Regions from separate parts of the Mus musculus genome. Here region 1 is linked to region 2. A link is a contact called in public Hi-C data. All regions are on one chromosome and are shown on one strand. The core of a region is the stretch at or near the end of the contact, and the rest is flanking DNA. Distances in the headings are between cores, read along the strand shown. Region 1 has its middle 9.3 kb from the start of Plce1. Region 2 overlaps Fra10ac1 (FRA10AC1 homolog (human)).

The links. Hi-C and Micro-C count contacts between places; a contact is called where the count stands out from the background.
Region 1: a Hi-C map of liver shows a contact between it and region 2, with 3 times the contacts expected there. A contact is called at or near these places in 2 of 39 promoter capture datasets (embryonic stem cells and hippocampal neurons) and 1 of 484 Hi-C or Micro-C datasets (liver).

Annotation. Positions count from the first base shown.
Region 1 is chr19:38,513,044-38,516,699 of GRCm38.p6, reverse strand. It overlaps a transcript of Plce1 not described here. Among named protein-coding and RNA genes, the nearest start is that of Plce1, 9.3 kb to the left of the region's middle.
Region 2 is chr19:38,189,255-38,193,006 of GRCm38.p6, reverse strand. Fra10ac1 (FRA10AC1 homolog (human)) reads left to right here. Exons shown (of 14, transcript NM_001081075.2): 13 at 3,100-3,178. Among named protein-coding and RNA genes, the nearest start is that of Gm52398, 27 kb to the right of the region's middle.

The DNA.
Region 1 (3,656 bases), core at 715-3,214, 320 kb before region 2:
AATTGTTCCTCATGTAACCCTCAAAAAAAAATTAGTATCCTTTCTTCTCATCATGATGATCACTTTCTGGAGTTATCACATGCATCCTGACATGGAGTCATGTCTATTTTACTTAAATAATTCTCTAGCACTGTAATTAAAAGGCTCAGTAAAAAGTTGCTCACTTACTGCTGTGTGTAGATCATTCATTTGCTAAGATGTAATCATTGTCCTTAACCTATACAGTAGGGCAACCAAATTATTCTGAAAGTTCTATGGGTTTGTTCAGTGACTAGCACATTATAAGGTCCCACACCAGCTGAAAAGAAGGGGCATAATCCCTGTGTACAGGACAATCTTAAGTCACTACATAGTTATAAACAAAAATGAGAGCCATGGGGCTGGTGAGATGGCTCAGTGGGTAAGAGCACCTGACTGCTCTTCCGAAGGTCCGGAGTTCAAATCCCAGCAACCACATGGTGGCTCACAACCATCTGTAACAAGATCTGACTCCCTCTTCTGGAGTGTCTGAAGACAGCTACAGTGTACTTACATATAATAAATAAATAAATCTTTAAAAAAAAAATGAGAGCCATAAAATATCAAATATTATAGTCTCAACAGCCTAAGCATGGCGGCCATTCCATTCAATAATGCATATAAGGTCTGTGACTATTTGGGTGTATAGCTTGTGATTAAAAACAAAACAAAACAAAACAAAACAAAAAACAAAAAACACAGCTAGGACTGGTGGAAATCAACATGGACTGAAGCCAACAGGGAGGCCCTCTCAGAGCGTGGCTACCCTCATGAGGAAGGCCTGGGTGAAAATAGTTGAGTACAGTGGAGTGCCAGTCATTTCTTTCAGTTGAGATAGAAGGTCCTTGGCTGGCTTTAGTCTGTGTTTATCATGATGCCCTTTCAGATCCTGATCTCAGCAGGGCCAGCAGAACTCCTATGTAAGACAGCACATTTTGGAAACCCAGACATGAAGGGGAGTACAAAGCAGGAAGAACCTGAAACTGCTGCCTTAAGGGTCTTGCATTACATGTCCTGTGCATCTAAATCATGAATTTCCCCAGCAGCCAAGTGGCACCACTTTTCCGGCATAACTACAGGCTCCTGTTGTGAGCAGCTATTAATTAATTGACAGGTAGCAACAACACACCCATTGGCTGAATGTTTCCTCAAGCTAGCCTTCTTACGGGTCATTCTTCAATTACTCTGAGTGTAATTCCAAAGAATTAAAAATACATGTGATGAAAACACAGCCTGGAGGAGATAAACTCAACAGAACTGCCCTTCTCCAGCACACTCTCACGTTACAGTGTCTCAGTAAGGTGATCCCTGTGTCATCAAAAGAAGGTGTGAACTGGCTTCTGCAAACGCTTCTTCATGGTTGTGCCTACTGCACCCTCTTCTGTGGGTGATGCCTAGGCTATACTTCATCATCACACTGAACAAGATATTTTCCAGATTAAATAACTCTTCAGTCTCATGGGAGCTCTTCTACAAAGCCCTGGCAGATGCAAGGCGTTTTAACCCACATAGATCATGTACTACTTGGTCATTTCTAGCCATGTTCTTCAGACCCATAGTCTACTTAACACTAGCACCAGTGAAGGCACTGAGGGGCCCTCTAGCTAACAAGCTAAAAAACTTTGCCCCTGCAGTTCACAGATGCCACCAATGATCTCAAATGCTGGGTGGATGCCCGGGGCCAACAGCTGACTCAAACAGTTGATGTCATTCACATGGCCTGTTTTGAGTAGAGTTAAAAATGCAAATAGAACACCTCGTTAAAACTCAAAAGTACATTTGAGCTGTACCTCATAGTTGAGAGACAACACTATTCAGACTTGTTACGTAACCGGGGAAGAAGAGCAGGCAATGACATTTTATCATTTTGCTTGGGGTTCCTTGTTTGTTCATCTTCAGGCTAATACTTTGGCACTTCTGCTATTTTTCAAGATGGTGTAATCCCAAGGTAAATATACAGAGAACTGTTGACAGAGTCTACAGTCTGAAGCCAGCTAGTTTCTCCAGCCTGTACCACCAGCCCTCAGGTCCTTCCCAAGGCCCCAACGGGGGGGGGGGGGGGGGGGGAGGAGGGAGTTGTGATCTACCAAATTACAGTGCTTGGGTGTGTTGGCTCCCCTCCAAGTTACCTGTGCTGTGACTGGGAAGACTAGGCTCCTGATACAGGAAGTGTGGGGAGTGTGGTTTGCCATTATTTCAAATAGCTACTGTGACTGTACAATGCCAGGAATTTTATTCTTTTAAAGGCAAGCTTTTAAAAAGCTATTATAACACTTTTCACACTAACTTCTTAACCAAAGAAAGAAAGAAAGAAAGAAAGAAAAGAGACTTATACAAGTTATAAAAGTAGCACACATTTACTGCAGAAATTTTGAAAACAAACAACAAAACAAAAACTGTGATTGGTAAAAGATGCCAGCATTAATCCTAATTATATTATATCTCCCTTCTATTCTTTCCTCATAAACAAAAGCATTCTATTCCTAGATATGGTAGTAAATAATGCCATTCCATTCTTTAAAAGAATGCTTTGGAGACATAATCAAATCCATACAAACATCAACAATTTGTTGTTGTCTTTTCACTGTTGCTGCTGCTGCTACTGCTGTTATTGTCTTAAGAGAGGGGTTCTCTGTGTAGCCCTGGCTGTCCTGGAACTCACCCTGTAGACCAGGCTGGCCTCGAACTCAGAGATCCACCTGCCTCTGCCTCCTGAGTGCTGGCATACATGAGCACGGCTTGGCAACAATTTCTCTACCAAATTTATCCGTGCCCTTTGGAAGAGTAGGATATCATGAAATAATCCCACTGCCTTGCCTCCCTAAAGCAATGGCTCACACGTTTTGTGTTTGTAAACATTGCTTCCTTTTTGAAGTCATAATAGGCTCCCACCTTCCTTATGAGCACACTGAACAACCAACAGTTATAATTCATTCATTCACTCACTCATACAATATATTTTGTGTGGGGGGGGGGGTAAGTTTGAGACAGAGTCTTGTCTTGTAGCCCAAGTGGTCCCAAAATAATCCCCTCAAGGGACCCTCCTGCCTCCATGTAAAGTAGCTAAGACTAAAGTCGTACCCAGCTACGTGACTGACTAATAAATATGTTTTAAATAAGATGTGTCAGACTATTTAACAGGAAATGAGTACAAATGTTCCATAAAAGTGCTCTCACGAGGCCTGGGATGATGGCTCAGTTGGTAAAGTTCTTGCTGAGGACAAGAGTTGAATGCCCAGTACTCATATAAAAAGCTGGGTGTGGCACATGCACTCGAAATCCAATCCTGAAGAGGCAGAGATAGGCAGATGGTTGGGACTCACTGGTCAGCTAAGCCCAGGCTAGTTGGTAAGCCCAAGTTCCAGTTATAGACCCAGTCTTTGGGGAAAAAAATAAAAGAGTTGGTCAGTGGCTGTGAATGACACTTGAGGTGGAGTTCTGATCTCCATATACACACGCATACACCTACATGTAAATATATACACACATATATACACTCACTCACAAGTACTCTAATGGTTTAACTGGTATTTATCAAAGACATATTTGTCAGATTTAGATGACATTTCATATTAAATTAGGATGTGAACCCACGTTTGAAGCTGATCTGATCAAGATCAGCCTGTCCAATCTACCAA
Region 2 (3,752 bases), core at 612-3,111:
CCTGATTTGACCCTTGGGACTCACGTGTCCAATGCGTGACCTGCACACACGCATTGTAGCATGTTCGCATTATATCACACACATAAATGTGAAGAGAAGAAAATAACTAATTCTTGCCCATAACCACTGCAGACTTGACAGTGAGGCTGTAAGAGGGCCGTTGTGTATAGACCACTCTACCTGTCTGTCATTCCGTAGTGGGACTCTTTCACCCCTGGCAGATGGTTGTAGTGGTAACTGTTAGTAGTGACTCCCGTCCTCAGGGTATCAAGAAGTTTTACTCATAGAGTGGAAGGAACTCTACAGATCATTTAGTCTATTCCTATAGATTTGATTCTCTGAGGTAATTTGACCACTTTTCCAATGGATACTCTGTCAGAGGGATTTATTTTAAGATGATTTAACTTTTTAAAAGTAAAATTTCATTATCTGGTATTAGAAAATTGATGTGCTGCTGGGCTGGGGCAATAGTCCATTTGGTACAGTGCTTCCGTGAAAGCAAGAGATACTGAATTGAGTTCTCAGAGCCCACTTTAAAAACTGGGACAAGGTCAGCTCAGTGAGTGAAAGCGCTTGCCACCAAACTTGACAGCTTAATCCCTGAACCCACGTGGGAGTGGGATAGAACTGATTTCCATAGCTTCTTGTCTAGCCTCCATACTGTGTCCTGCATGAGCACCCCTGCATGAGCATGCACATATATAAAAATAAGTGTATGATAAATGTCCAGGTATAGTTGCACACATTTTCAATCTTAGGGCTGGGAAGGCAGAGACAGGCAGATCTCTGGGTTTGTGTCAGGCAGCCTCACCTGTTTAGTAAGTTCAGGGCCAGTGAAAGACCCCTTCTGTGGACAGTACCCAAGGAACAACACTAGAAGTTGACCTTTGTCCTTCATGTATACACGCACACACTATACTTATGCATACCACACACAGACAGATAGACTCATACAAAGGAAATTAGTGTAGAAAAGCTGACTTGTGGAAAGTATTCTTAAGAGGGAACAGAGTGAACACCAGAGCTGTTTGCAGTGTAAGATTTTACAATCAACTGCTTGTTTTTAAAGGCCATGTAGGTTCTGTTCTCTGACGGCTGGACAGTAATGCCATATAGAGAACTTCATTAGGCATAATTGGGTTTTCTGTTCTTTCTTATCTCAGCAAGTGGAAGATTTTATTCTTTCTTGTGTTATCAGTTCAAGACACTGGGAACTGTGTTGATGGCTGTCACAGAGCAGGAATCTTCCTCTAAGACTTTATAGTTTCATCATCATGTGTACATAGCTCATTAGACAGCACCCTCCCCCTGCTATTTGTTAAAGTTGGTGCCACAACAGGTTCAGTTAGGATCAAAGTTCAGGCATACACATTGATTCAAAGATCAGAGTCCAGCAGGTAAAAGGCTAGAACCACCGTGGCAAATCAATGCGGCTTTATTTTTGTCCTGTGCTGAACTGAGGGACGTTCTGTACTGGCAAGCCAAATCCGAGTTAAGTCAGAACTCTAGTGGTAACTCTCCAAGGCAATTAGCTCTTATTACGTCATTCTTGAAGTAGCATCTTTTCTTTTAATCCTATGGACGTTGTGTAAGTTAAGGTTTGTAAAGAGCACACTGTGTTAGGATGAGCACATCAAGATGTTCTCTTACATTTGAAAGAGTATTTGTCAAACATTTGGAAAAATAATGCTTATTACTTTAGAAAAACTTATTCTGAGAAGAGGAGGCCTTCTCAGACATTGTTTGGAAGAATGGAAACTCTCTAACCTTTCTTCTGGAGGAAAACCTGACCCTGTAACTGGGTTAGAGCACATGTGGTGGCCAATGATGCTGCTTTTGGAATTTGATATTTTATTTGGAATAGATAAGCTCCTCAGATAAACATGGGCAGAAATGCACACTGTTCACCAAGAAAAACAGCGTGGTGGACTGTGTGCCCGCCCACTGTGGAGCTCTTGCTAGCATGTTTAAGATCCTGGGTTTAATCACCAGACTGCTCCCCACCCACCCTCACCCCCAATAAAAATAAAAATGGGAAATACAGCCTAAATCCCCACCAATCAGAAATTAACGATTGGTTAATCAAATTCCATATAACAGTTTTTGTTTTGTTTTGTTTTGTTTTGTTTGTTTGTTTAAGGTTTTCACAGGGCTAGATAGATGGCTCTGTGGCTAAAGCACATATTGGCCTTGGAGAGGATCCAAGTTCAGTTCTAGCGCCTTCATTGGGAGATCTGACACCTCAGCCCTCTGCAAACACCTGTACATACATATGCATCATTCAAAACAAAGATAAATCCTAGAAAGAAATCTCATTATAAAAGCTTTGACATATTTATACGTATTGTCAAGGAGAACTGTCTCTGCTATCTCAAATCCTTTATAGTTACAGTTATGCACAGTATAATCTTAATTTAAATATATATATATATATATGAATGATACCTTTTTAAAGACCAACCACACTTAAAAAGTGACTGTATTACCTGTGGCCTGGGGTAACTTTTCCTTAGGACTTTAAACATTTCCAAATTGCTTTTATTTTAGACAGTGGCAGTATGTATTACCTATAAAATCAGTAAAGATAATATATTCCTATTTTTAAAATATAACAAAATAGACCTCACATGAATTATCTAAACTCAACTAAAATTTATTCAATATTGGATAAAGTAGTATCAGGCAGACAAACTATTCCATGATGTAATTACATTAGTAAGTGGCTCATCTCCAGTGAAAACCCTTAGCCTACAGGAACTAATCTTGAGTGTAGGTCCTAATACATATATGTTCTTTACAAAATTCTTCATTTCTGTTGTATGGCCAAGGAAATAATTAAACCAGCTGCTATTTTAGTGTAACATGGGGAAGTTGTTCATTAGATATTACTTGCATTCACTTTTTGATGAGGCTCTGGTGTTTTTCATATTGTTTAATTTTTTAAAATTTATGGTATCTTGAGGAATAAGTTAAATTTTGTGGAATCATAGAAGTTGAAGCTAAAATACTGCTAAATTCATGGTTAATTTAATTGCACTGGTAAACGATTCAGAATGCGTTATGTTAAAACAATGACGACATTTCCTTGTCAATGAGCAGGAAACGCTGAGGAGGAAGACAGTGCTTCAGACTCTGAGCTCTGGAAGGGTCCGCTGCCAGAGACAGATGAGAAGTCCCAGTAAGTGCTCATTCGCAGGTGCTCCATCCTGGCCTCAGCTTAGCATCTGTGGGTACTGCCGTTCTTGATAGCAGTTGATGAAAATATTTAATGCCATGGATGTTGATTTAGTGCCAAAGTCTCCCTATCCTGGTAAGGTGCAAGTTTATTACCAGTCATTGTTTGGGGATGCAAGCAGCCAGTATGTGCAGCGTCAGTTCACTTTAACAGGCAGCCCTCTGTTCTTGCCTGGATTCTTTCCGAGACGGCTGCTCAGTCGCATCTTGGACAGCCTGTCCCATGGTGTTAGGATTCTCGTAACCCATTCCAAGGAGCCCCTTGAAGATTTACACAGGTGTAAGGATGCCTTGCCAGCAGCCATCTCAGCCTCCCACCCACAGGTGACCCAGTGCACTTGTTCTCTGCCGCCCTTGACTCCAGAGCCTGAGCTGCTGGCTACTTGAGGCTGGCTGCAAACACTAACGTTATTTAGCACTGGGTACTTCTCACCGTATTTCACAGGTTATACTGAATGTGGCGTCTCCTCAAAGCTCTGCTTTAGATGAAACCTCTATAAACTATAAATAGGTAGCCA